Linked DNA regions of Mus musculus: region 1 is linked to region 2. A link is a contact called in public promoter capture Hi-C data. All regions are on one chromosome and are shown on one strand. The core of a region is the stretch at or near the end of the contact, and the rest is flanking DNA. Distances in the headings are between cores, read along the strand shown. Region 1 holds the start of Ostf1 (osteoclast stimulating factor 1). Region 2 holds the start of Lpxn (leupaxin).

Region 1 (6,138 bases), core at 1,423-3,922, 5.8 Mb after region 2:
CAGAAAACAAACAAACAAACAACTAAGTAAGCCATGCCTCTAGACTCTTACAGTAAGTCCTCTGCCCTTCTCTGCCTCTCCATCTGGCTCCTGTCTTCTCAGTGTTGCCCTTTAAATTAGGAGCAATGTGGTCTTACTCCACTGCTACAGAAAACCTGCCTAACACAGGAAGAGAGTCTGTGGGAATTTCTGTCTCAGATCTCAGTGCCATTAGAAACAGCACATGTTAGTTTCCTGAGCACTGCAGGCCTTGCTGGTGGTCTTTCATCTGTCTGCATGAGGCAGAGAATCACAGGACCTCCCCTTTTCGGTAACTCTACAGGAGCCTAGGACCTGTATACCAGCTTACTTTTCTTTTCCTTTTTTACTATTCTTCCCTCTCTGCCCCAAGCCTTTGTCTTCTCCCTCTCCCCCAACTCTCTCTGATAATTTGAATGTTTAGAAATATTTTGGAGAAGAGAGAGGGTGTAAACAAAGCAGCAAGTGACAAATTAAAACTTAGATATAGTCTCAGGAATGCCCAGCTTCTTTGGAGACCTTCATCCCCGTGACTTGCCAAGGGAAGAAAGCACAGTACACCTGCTGTACCCTAACCAGGGGTGTTCAGCATGGCTGTGCATAAAGCAGTCTGGCTGGGGGCCAGAAACCTGGTTCTTTGAGATTCCTATCCAGTTGTAAAATATTCAGGGCTCCTCACACAGGAGCAAAGCACAAATCCTGGAGTCAAACATCTGAGTTGCACTCCTCTATGACCCATACATCACCACCCCATTGCTGAGAGGAGATGAGTTAACTTGTTGTGCCTACTCCCCCTGGACACTGGGAATAAAAAAACAGTTACTGACCTGGTAGGTTACTGAGAAGTGAATGAATTCAAACACGTATGTGTGACTAGACAAGCGCCTAGCACACAGTACATGTGGGACAGTATGAAAATAAAACTTTCTGTTTTCAAGTAAGCAAGCACAAAGCTTAAGTCCTACTGACACTAATATTTCTCATTATCCATTACTAGGTAAATAAACCGACTTTCATGGCAACTCTATGTTTGGGCCTCACTTATAAATCCAAAGTGAAGTCAAAGTTCTCTCTAAATAGTAAAAATGTTTAGCCATGTGTTTTCTGGTTTGCTGGAGAGGAAAAGGCAGAGATGTAAACAACAAAACTGGTTCCCAGAGCAAACCTCGACTTAGTAACAGGCTGGGTCCTAAACCACACCCAAGGGTGCATGAACACACAAGTTCACAATCACGTACACAGGGGCAGGCTCCTGCCAACACTCACAGACTCAACACTGACTTCACTTTTACTGTGTCTGGGGGAATGAAAAACTTCACGAACCGATTCTCGGCACATTCTTCAAAATCAAGAGCTTTGTTCAGCCATCAAAGAACTCAGCTTAGTTGGACCCTCGAGGTACTTACTGACTTACAGCAGAGTTTACAAAACTGCCACCTCATACATCCGCATCTAAATTGCAAATTGCAAACTTCTCAGATTTCACGTCGAGGGCAGCCTCAACCAGCACCCGCCCAGCCTCTGCTCAGGCCAAAGCCAGTCTGAGCCACTTCCTTCATATTCCGGCCCTACAGAATTTACGTCGACAGCGAATGCCTGTTTCACAAATATGTGTGCATTATTTTCAAAGTCAGGGGCTTGATGCTGCCACAAAAGAAGGAAACTGGATAATTATTGAAGTTGAAGTGACTGTCACTTTAGTAAAACAAACAAACAAGCAAAGCAAAACCAATAAAACAACCTCAAGGGCAAAAAAAAAAAAAAAAAAAAATCACTGAAGCAGCAGCATAAGCAGCTATAAAAGTTGATGTAAATGGCTTTCAGCCTTTGTAATACCAAAGCTGCAGGAGATTAGGAAAAGGGGTCTGGGAATTCATCAAACATTCATCTCCCATTTTTTTACGATCCCTGTCAATTCCCTATCCAAATGAAAATTCCCACGAGTTTATTTAGTCTCGTTTCTCCATATCACAGAAAACACTCTAAGAACAACGTTTTTAAAAGTGAACCAGGAAGGGCGGTCAAGAAAACTGCTTTGAGGAACTTCGTACTCTCTCCAGTTTAGTTCGCGAGAGTCACCCTAAGCAAAAACACTAGGATGCATGACAGAGCGACACTGCCTAAAGCTAGGAGCCGAGAGGGTTGCAGCCCGGCTGTCCCGCTGGCAGCGCCCGAGCAGCTCTCCAAAGCTCCCGGGAGACCTCGGGTCCCTGGCCCGCTCCAGCCCGGGCGCAAACCCCACCCAGCCGCAGCGCACTTCCCGTTCGCCTGCCGGTCAAGAACTCCAACTTGACAGCGACAGGGCGAAATATGAGGAAGTGGCCGCGACCGAGGTGCTGCCACCACACCGCTAGAACGTCCTGGCGAGCCGTGTGGACAGAGTCCGAGGACGCTCCTCGGGAACTCGAGCACCGGGTCCCGCAGCCTGGAGACCCGCACGCGCAGCGCACACCACTCTTACCTGGTTTGACCGGTTTGGGAGGTGGCTTGGACATGGCGCTACACGGAGCGACCAGGCTCAGCCGCGGGAGCCCCACACGCACACGAGAACTGGGCGCCAAGCCTGCGCTGGCCGCGGCCGCTCCGGATCCGCGCGCAACCCGATGCGGGACACTCGGACCAGCGAGCTCCGCAGACAGCCCGGCCTTCCCACCAGGAAGTGGCCGCGCCTCGCCGGCTGCTGATTGGCTGCGGCGGGGAGCCCGGCCGAACCTCAGAGGTCCAGCCTGCTCCGGCACGCCGGAGCCCCGCCTTTCTCTTGGGGGAGGAGCTTTACAGTAGCCACGCCCTCAGGCCCTGCGTAGGGGAGGCTATGAAAGCGCAGTGGACTTCGCTGCCTAGGTGAGCACCGGGCAGTGGTAGGCATGAAACGCTCTTGAAGCTTGCTCTGCGACCCTGCTGGGAAGGATTCGAACCCGCTTCGGTGAGTACCCACTGCCTGCTGCGTACACACGGCGAGGCCTGGGAATCTTCAAGAGTCTCCTTCGCTGTATGTACCAGGAACCTGATCGTGTCTAGGGAAACCGCGGTGGGACTTAGATGCTCCTAAAAAGCAACTAGACACTGCTAGCTGTAGGAGACCCCACATTTGCTAGCTGGAGAATCGGGTCTTGATCCCCCACGGGACAGGACAGCTTTTTCTACAGCATCTGGTTAACAAACTCCAACCCACTTGCTGCCTGGCTTTTATAAAGACTTCTAACAGTGCTTTTGGCGTTTTTTAAATAGCTGAGACAAAAGCATAGTATTTTGTGGCACACGAAAGTTAGGGGAAACTTAGATTTCCGTGACCATAAAATTTTATTAGAACACAGCATGCTCGTTTGCTTATGCATTGGCTTTCTTATTACAATTTCAGAGTTGAATAGTTACCCGCGAAGTCAAAACTATACTACTGGCTGGTACTTTATACAAGTTGCCCAACACGAGAGTTTATGTTCACACATAAGTAAACTCACAATGTCACAGTCAATATTATATGCCTATTGTATATTAGGGGTAATAAAAATGAAAATACTGGTTATGTAAGAAACTACAGGGTCAGCACAATGGTCCAGCTGCCCCTGCTGCCAAACCTGATGAGCAGAGTTCAGCCTCTAGCACCCACACTTTGGAAAGAGAACTCCCAGGAGACCTATGACCTGAGCATGTGTTCTGTGGTGAACCATGGCATGCACCTGCCCACACACATGCACCGCAACCTAGATACAAATGTAAGAAAGCAACTTTTTAAAAAAGAACCTCCACAAAATGGACCTTCAACATGTCTATTGAAGGTTAATTTACGGGGAAAAAAGTGACTGAAACTTCAAGGGGCAAAGGTTAGCAGGAGCTTGGTCATGGCTATGCCCCCAGGCCTTGCTTACCAGGAACTCTACCTGTGGGGGATTTCTGCTTACCAAAAGGGTTCAAAGTTGAAATTAGTCCTATTCATGGGAGCGTATCCAGATAACTGTAGCCTGAACCTCACGGAAGTCCTGAAACCTGGGCCTTGAAGTCATCTGAAGAGCATGTGTGTTTGCTCTTGTGTTTCTCAGATTTGATTGATGGTGGAGTTCTTGCCGCCTGCTGACTCTTCCCATCCTCCTGGGAATCATTCTGTGCTTTAGAAGTCTCTGTTCAGAGTGGAATAGATTGAATATAAACATAAGCCAACTATGAAGAAGATTTAACATTTCACTGGGATTAAATCAAAGATAGTTTTAAACAATTCTGCGTATGAGCCAGTCTTGGCGAGGCTTGCCTATGATCCCAGTACTTTTAGGAAGGTAGCTTTGCCACAGAGGCAGCCGTGGCTGTGTGGCAAGTTCCTGACCAGCCTGGACTCTGCATAGTGAGATTCTGTCTCAACAGATAAATAATATAACAAATAAGAATGATAAGTAAGTGTGAAAAAGATAAATGGCTCATTTAAGGTTTGCTCCTCTCCCATCTTGTTCTTCTCCCTCTCTGTGGAAAGGATACTAGCGGCCAAGAAGACACTGCATAAATATCCCACAGGATTCAAGCTGACAGGATACCCTGACTTCAAGACTCTGAAAGGTCCAAAAGGTGGTCTCTCCAGAGACATTAAGATGTACAGTTTGTCTTGGCTCTGAGTTGTGTGTGCTTCACAACATCTCTGCTGCAAGCCAGGTGTACAGACACACACCTGCAATCCCACCACTCTGTGGCAGAGAGTAGAGACCAGAGGTGCAGTATATGATTGTTCTTTAAGACTTTAAGGCTAGGCTGACCCGCATGAAAGGCCTCTAAAACAATGAAACAAAAACCCTCTAGCACATATATGAAGCATGACAACTTGCTCAACATTTGGTTTTGAAACCATGTTTAAGGAGGCTCTAATATATAATAAAATAGAATGATACAGATGTTTATAGTGCCATGTCTGAACCTGGAATGAATGTCTTGTGAATCCAACACAGTTTTTGGATGGACAACTCTGGGAATTAGTAGGCCGCTCACTGCTCCACTGGGCACTCAGCCTGGCACAAGCCGTGTTTCTGCATGGCCCAGTTCTCCACCCTTCTCACATCACCTGCTGGTTCTTGGTGAGATAGGTCCAGAATTCACCCGAACAGCTTGGAAGAATTGGTTTTCTCCTTCCATGTCAGTTCTGGGGATTGAACTCAGGGCAGCAAGGAACTCTAATAGTAGTAGTAGTAGAACTCTAATAGTAGTAGTAGTAGCAAGGAACTCTAATAGTAGTAGTAGTAGAACTCTAGTAGTAGTAGTAGTAGTAGTAGTAGTAGTAGTAGTAGTAGCAGTAGCAGCAGCAGCAGCAGCAGCAGCAGCAGCAGCAGCAGCAGCAGCATCAGCATCTCGGGTCATCAGGCTGATGGGGAGAGGGGAATGCTGCTTTGATTTGAAAGAAAAAACACAGCCTTCCGCTTCCTTGTATTTGGCTATGGGAGTTTCTGCCCCTTACTTAAGGGATGTTATGATAAGGTTCTTCCATCCCATTCCTCCCCTCTGAATTGCTAGAGTTCCCACACAGAGAAACCCTTCAAGTCTAGTGTCACAACCACATTACTTCATCCTGTGTAATTGAAGCAGTATCCTGAAGTGTATGCATAGATATGTCAAGTAGGAAGGGGACCAGTATTTTCCATTAACTGTACACAGCAAATGCATGGCTCTTCAATAATGCATCAATAGGAATGACACAGATTATCCATCAGAGCCTGATAAGCTAGCATACAATTACCATCCTTTCTGTGGTCTTGATAATGAAGTGCTTCATAGCCTGTCCTTATGATAGGATGATGTTCACTTAATTGATCTAATATACCAGGGTAAGCTTTTGTGTGTGGGGGTGAGGGGGATGGAGAGAAGAAGAGAATGAGAAAGTGACTTTTGTTTGCCTCTTCCACTGGCAGCTGTACCTTCTATTACTTAGAAAGTAGGAAGGGCATATATTAGTCAGACTTCTCTAAAGGAACAGAACTTACAGGGAAAAAAATATATATGTATTTGCGTATTTGTGCATGTGTATGTGTGTAGTGTGTGAGAGAGAGAGAGAGAGAGACGGAGATGGAGAGATTTATTAGAGTGACTTCAAGAATTCAGTACTCGCTCAGCCCATGAGGTTGGATGTCTCGTCTGGTCTTCAGTGTATGC
Region 2 (6,201 bases), core at 1,951-4,450:
GGCGGCGCCCGCGGCGCAGCTCCCCCCGCCCCCCTCGGCTCCCGGAGCGTCCGGCTCCCTCACTCCGGAGCGCCTCTCTCCCCCCCGCCCCTCCGCCCGTTCCGAGGGCGCCCCCCCCCACCCGCCCCCTGCCACTCAAGCCAGCGACCGCCGGCGGCGCGCACGCGCGCACCCGGACGGACACGCAGCGGGCCAATCGGAGGGGAGGATCGGCCCCCCTGGCCCGGCCCCTCGCGGTCTCACACGCAGCAGCGCACTCGGTGCCCTCCCCCACCCCTTCCTCCAACCAATCAGGAAACGGCTCCGAGGGAGAGCGCGAGGTTTCCTTGCCCGCGCGCCCGTTCTCACCGTTAAACGGCTGCGTCTCGCGACAATCCCAAAGTGACCTTTCTCCCCCCCCACTTTGGAGTTCGGCTCAAGCTAGGGGCGGTGGGAGGGGCAGGGCTGGCGAGGGCGGAGGCGAGGACAAAACGCACCGTTCTCAGCCGCGCGCGCACCCCCCTGCCGGCTGCGCGCGCACCTGCCTCCCGGAGGCGCCGCTGTCCCCTCAAGGGTTCTTACTAGCCTAAGAAGTAGCCTGGACGTTATCCCGCCTCCACCCAGACCCCCACCTTCCTGCTCTGGCCTTTCTGTCCCCAGCGCCGCCAGCTCTCGAGGGGAGAAGTGGTAAATTATTTGAGTTGCAGCTTCTCCTTTAAGAAAAAAAAGGCCCTGTCCGTTGCCGGATGAAAGTCTCTGAAAAAATGGCGGCGATAGGATAGAGGCGGGGCCGAGGGGACAGCGCGGGATAGTCGTGAGGCGCACGCGCAGGGCCAACTTCGCCGAGGGCACTCTGGGAGACGTAGTCCTATTTACTCTGCGCTTCCAGAGAAATCATGGGAAACTAGAGGCAGAGGGAAGGCTGGGAGCGTCTATCTGAGGTCTGAGATTACGTTTTAGCGAGGCATTGCTTCCGGGTTAGGTCGCGACGCCTGCGTACAACTGGCAAAAATATTGAGCCAATTACAGGCTAGGGGTCCCTGGGAGAGAATCCTACTTCTTTTAATCTTTTTTTGTGTAAGTGCTCCGAAGTGCCCTCGTCATAGTCTTTACTTACTTCGGTCTGGTCATTTGACGCCTCCTCTGCGACCTGTTAGCTACGCTCCTTTTTATTCCTCCATCTTGTGTTGAGCCTCTCACTTGTGAAGCCCAGGAGGTTAGGGACTCGTTCTGCGTCTGTCAACTTAATTTTAATAAAACGTGTAGGACGAAGTGTAAAGTTGTTTCCTGGTAGGGATGGGGCGCCACGGAATTGCCGTTGGCTGTGGTGCTGGAGCTGGAGAGCCGGTTAGCGTGACTCACTGATTTTTTTGTGGATAAGTTAGCTGTCGCTCACGTTCTCCACCCCGAGGCTGAATGCCTTTGCGGTCTGTAGATGTTTCTGCGGCACAGGAAACACAGTCATAATAGCAGCTCTGACTAGCGTTTACAGCTAAGTACCTTCCTGATGGGGAAAGGGGGCTTTCCAATCGTTCAAACCGCAACTGGTGGTAATGCAGCCTCTTATACGTTTGTATGCATTTCTTTCCCTCTTAAACATTGTTTGCATTCCTTGGGTTGCCTTTTACACATTGCAACCAGGAAACGACTTTCAAGGAGACTCCTTACACTTCGAAGATGCAAACGTCTTAAGTTAAAATCTACACAACAGTATGGAAAGATACAAAGTTTGGAAATCTGATTCAGAATTTTATATTAGCCATTAAATTTTAGACTTTTAAAGAAGTTCATTTTTCTTTCTTCTTTTCCTCCCAGCATCTGGCTCATTTGCCACACAGATAAGGCAAATGTTTTATAGTCTACCGAGTTTTGCGCTTTCAAAGGATTAGTGTCCTTTTCAGTTCTAAAACCCGACGGTATCAGTAGGAATGAATTTTCTAGCGCTGTTTGCAATGAGCACGTTTGGAACAGCACTGACATCCAATGGCTGCTTAAAGTAATACAAAAAGCGAGCCTCTTAAAAAAGGTTTTAGTAAAATGAATGACTTGTTCCTTTTAAAAGATGATCATTACAAAACTATCCCTTTATTCTATTCTTCTAGCCAGTTATTACTCCCTATTCCTGTTAGTCTCTTGGTAAACACTGGGACAAAACCCACTTCACAGGGCCATACTTATAGTTCTTTATATACTGCCTTTTCTAGGCAATTTTCTGTTAAATGCGTTTGTTGTTTGTTTGTTTCCTTTTGAGATGAACAAAGGCACAATAAGATAAAAATCTACCTCTCTCACCTTTTTGGAGAAATTGTGAACTGAGCAGGAATTGTAATTCAGATTCTGGAAGCTTAGTACCCAGTATCTTAAATCTTCTCAATTGATTCTTCCTTATTCTGTAGACGTTTGAATGTTGAATAACTGGATAAACCAGGATCAGAGAATTCAAAAGTGAACCCACTTCTCTTCAACTTTAAAGAATCTATAATCTGGGCCAGTGAGATTGCTTAGCAGATAAAGGCACTTTGCTGAAAAGTCTGATGAATTTCATCTGTGGGACCCCAGTGGTACAAGGAGAGCGCTTTCTTACTCTTACAACTTATGAATGCCTACATGAGCACACACACACACACAATTATTAAAACGTCTGTTTTAAAAAATCACAGTTTGTATGGGAAGTGAGGTCAGCTGTACTAAGTAAGTACAAATAGTGAAATGAAGTTGATGCTATTTAATCAGAAATTTTAAGAAAGGACCTGTACTTCCATGGTCTTCTAGTTTTATAGGAAAAGGAGGAGGAAGAGAAGGAAAGAAAAGGAAGGAGACAGAAAATAGCCTGCAGTGGGCAATGGGAAACTTAAACTTGGAAAACTCTTTAAGTATAAGCCTAAAATTTCTATGTGTGTTCAAGATAAGCCCTTGAATACAGTAGGTGTTTAAATTAAAAAAAGAATTAACTTTCAATTTTTATAGCCACCTTGGCCAATGTAGCATCAAAACTTCAATCTTGCACAACCTGCCTTTTTCTGTTAGCACAATTAAAACAACAAACAAACATATAAAACCCCCCCCCAAAAAAAAAACAAACCAAAAAACAAAACAAAACAAAACAAAAAAAAAACCCTGAGCTACTAGAAAAGAAAAAGTATTCAGCAAATCAAAAGTGAGGAAGTGCTAAGCAAATACAGGAACCAAAAGGGGTCACAGAGGCTGCTTCGCACTGTCTCATTCAGTTCCGTTGTGGTCCTCTTCTTCACCACATGCCAACAAAGTTCTTCACAATCTTCGAGACTAGAGCATCGCAGGTATAGGACAATGGAAGAGCTGGGTGAGTGAAGGGGCCTTTGGAGAAGATGCTCTAAGGAAGTGGGGGCCTGGCTGCCATCCATCCCCATCTGTAATGATGAAGTGTGGTCTAGTCAAACTGAGGATAGGACTGAAAGATTTTTGTTTTCACTTCTGTCCTCAATTCAAACAAGAGTGAGGCAGGAGGAACTATCATTGTTGGGGGAGCTATGGGGTTGCTGTTTGCAGCGGCACAGTTGGCAGAGCGTTGAGACCAGACAGCCAAAGAAACAGAAGGAATTGTAATTGAAAGTGCCTTTTCCCTTGGCAGCTACTGGAGGTCATAGGGCAGCTCTACAGCTTGGAGATATGATACTGGAAGAAAAAAAAAAAAGGATGGGAAAGGAAGAAGACATTAAATGAAGGAAGGGAAGGAGAGAAGAAAGAAAAGGAAACCAGGAGAAAGGGAGGATAGTGCAAGGACAGTGAAATGACCGAGCAGTGTAAAGGGTCTGTAGAGATTGCAAAAGGGCCAGAGTGCTTTCATTTCTCTGTAGTTTACTGTTAGACTACAGGTAGACCATCACTGTAGTAGGTTTTGTTGCTTTTTATTTAGAGAAATCTTGAAGGAGCAGATTGCTTCTCAAGAAAAACAGTCCATCCTTTCACTCTGAGGTAATGAAAACGTCAGTAGAAGTGCCGCTGGGCTACTGTGTCCAGAGAAACCTAGGTCAAAAAGCCTGGAGCTGTAAAGTCTGTCTCCTTGGGGCTCATTTCATATACCTTGGCAACTTTTTATCATCTACATACCTCCCTGTCTGCCTGCCTGCCCATCTGTCCTTCCATCCATCCATCCATCCATCCATCCATCCATCCATCCATCTATCTGTATCACCTATTTATTTTTGTTATCGCTACACAAAGTTACTTTTACCCACTTTTCAAGCTGTATTAATTCCACATTGTGTTTGTAGCTATGCAAAAACTTCCAACAATAATAAGATGCAAAGCTTGTACATTGTCATTAAAAATAATTATTGGGGTTGTGTTTTAAGAACTGGAGAAACAGAGGAACAAAGAAGAGAATAGAAATTATTGAGGGAAAAAAGGGTGTTTTAAATAAATCCTTAACTGTTTTGTCAGTAAAATGTAGTTCAATATTGTGGTTAATGCTGTATCTTGGACTTTGGTATAGAATCCAGATTCTTTTCTATATAATATTGATTATTTATTCTTTGAGAATTTGATGAATGCATATCCTGTGTGGGTATTGGAGGAAATTTGCATTTCTTCATCGAGTTTTACCATTTTTTTTCAGGTAGGATCTTAGTTTTGCTTTATTTTATAGGTCACACACATCAAATTCTCAAAGAATAAGTAACCAATATTATATAAAAAAGAATTGGGTTCTATATCAAAGTCCAAAATACAGCCTTAATCACAATATCAAAGTACATTCTACATTTAATTCAATATTAGTTCAAAAAGTTAAAGGGCAATTAATATTGGGAAAACTTAAAATCTGTAAATAAGTTTAGTGTTTGCAGCAGTTTTCTGAAATAGGTATTATTGTTTTTCTTTAAATAATGAAAACCCAAAATATCTTGTTCACTCTCAGGAGCACCTGACACTAAGTACAATTAAATGGTAATGTTACAGGTTGTTCTTTTATATTAGAAGTGTATTTGTTCTGGTGGCCAGTGTAGTAATACATTTTAAAAAAATGTATAGTTTAAAGAATTTCTGAGTAGCATAGTTGTTAAGGAAATCTTTTTCAGAAATGTAGAAAATAAGCAACTTTGGAAGCTGACTGTAGATAATCCAATTTGCTACAGGTTAATAAACTGCTAGTAGTTACCCCTCAATGGTCTCTTCAAATTGTAACAATTTGCATGGAATGTAGTGTTGCTTGCCTTCAATCCTTATGCTCCAGAGGTGGAAGCAGGAGGATCAAAAACTAATGGTTATTTTTGTTTGTATGGAAAATTTGAGGCCAGCCTAGGCTATCTATGTACGATCCTATCTTTAAAAAGTCAGACATGGAAGGCAGAAGCAGATAGATCTCTATGAATTGAGGCCAGTCTGGTTTATGTTACATAGCAAGTTGTAGCCCAACAAGGGCTATGTACTGAGGCCCTGTCTCAAAAACCAAAATGAAACAAAAGGCAGGTAGTGTCTGCCAGGCACAGTAGTTTGTACCCACGATCCCAGCCAGCACTTGAGACTAGGTTGAATGACTGGCCACAGTGTAAGGTCAGCCTGGGCTACCTTGTTAGTTCCAGGTCAGCTTGGGCTAGAATGAGACCCTGCCTTAACAAACAGCAACAGGACTAAAATCCAAACCCAAGACTTGGGGTGGATTTCTCTTTCTACTTGTGTAGAAATTTTATCAAGGACAGGCTGGCTCAAGTGGGCAAATATTTCCTTTATGCAATACTGCCTTGGATGTTAGTAGCATGTATTCACCTAGAAGGTTTTACCTAAATCTTCTCAATTTAGGGATGAGATGACTCTAACACATGGAGACGCCCAGAGACTTCACTGCCAGTAATCTCATATTTGTCACACCAAAATTAGTCATCTAATTTAAATTTTAGAGTCTGCATGAAGCCAAAGGAGTAGCTTCAGGAGCTGGTGAAATATGTGTTCATTGGAAACAGGAAGTGAAAGTCCTGGTAACTCGTGAGCAGAAAGGAGAGTTATAATAGATTTGGTGAGCTGATGCTTCCGAGGATAACTTCACATCCTCTGCTCAGTGATACTCCTGTCCCATCATGTTTAATATACATGAGTTCTCTTGGTCCAGGAAGGACTCTCATTTCTGATTGGAGTGAAGCTTAGAAAACAGAAAAGAGAATGGTTGCATTCTAACATGCAAAGTGTTGGAATTCTGAAATTCAGAGTTGAGGCTGGCTAATTAGAGTCTGAGATAAAACATTGGCT

Evidence for each region. Promoter capture Hi-C pulls out the DNA fragments that hold promoters and counts their contacts.
Region 1: a promoter capture Hi-C map of pre-B cells shows a contact between it and region 2. A contact is called at or near these places in 1 of 39 promoter capture datasets (pre-B cells) and 1 of 484 Hi-C or Micro-C datasets (B cells).

Annotation. Positions count from the first base shown.
Region 1 is chr19:18,629,141-18,635,278 of GRCm38.p6, forward strand. It overlaps Ostf1 (osteoclast stimulating factor 1), which reads right to left and starts at 2,673. Exons shown (of 10, transcript NM_017375.3): 1 at 2,480-2,673. The coding sequence starts at 2,513. Nmrk1 (nicotinamide riboside kinase 1) reads left to right here and starts at 2,876. Exons shown (of 9, transcript NM_145497.2): 1 at 2,876-2,941.
Region 2 is chr19:12,795,379-12,801,579 of GRCm38.p6, forward strand. It overlaps Lpxn (leupaxin), which reads left to right and starts at 3,201. Exons shown (of 9, transcript NM_134152.4): 1 at 3,201-3,301. The coding sequence starts at 3,289. Zfp91 (zinc finger protein 91) reads right to left here and starts at 745. Exons shown (of 11, transcript NM_053009.3): 1 at 1-745. It overlaps Gm44505 (predicted readthrough transcript (NMD candidate), 44505), which reads right to left and starts at 745. Exons shown (of 13, transcript NR_024093.1): 1 at 1-745.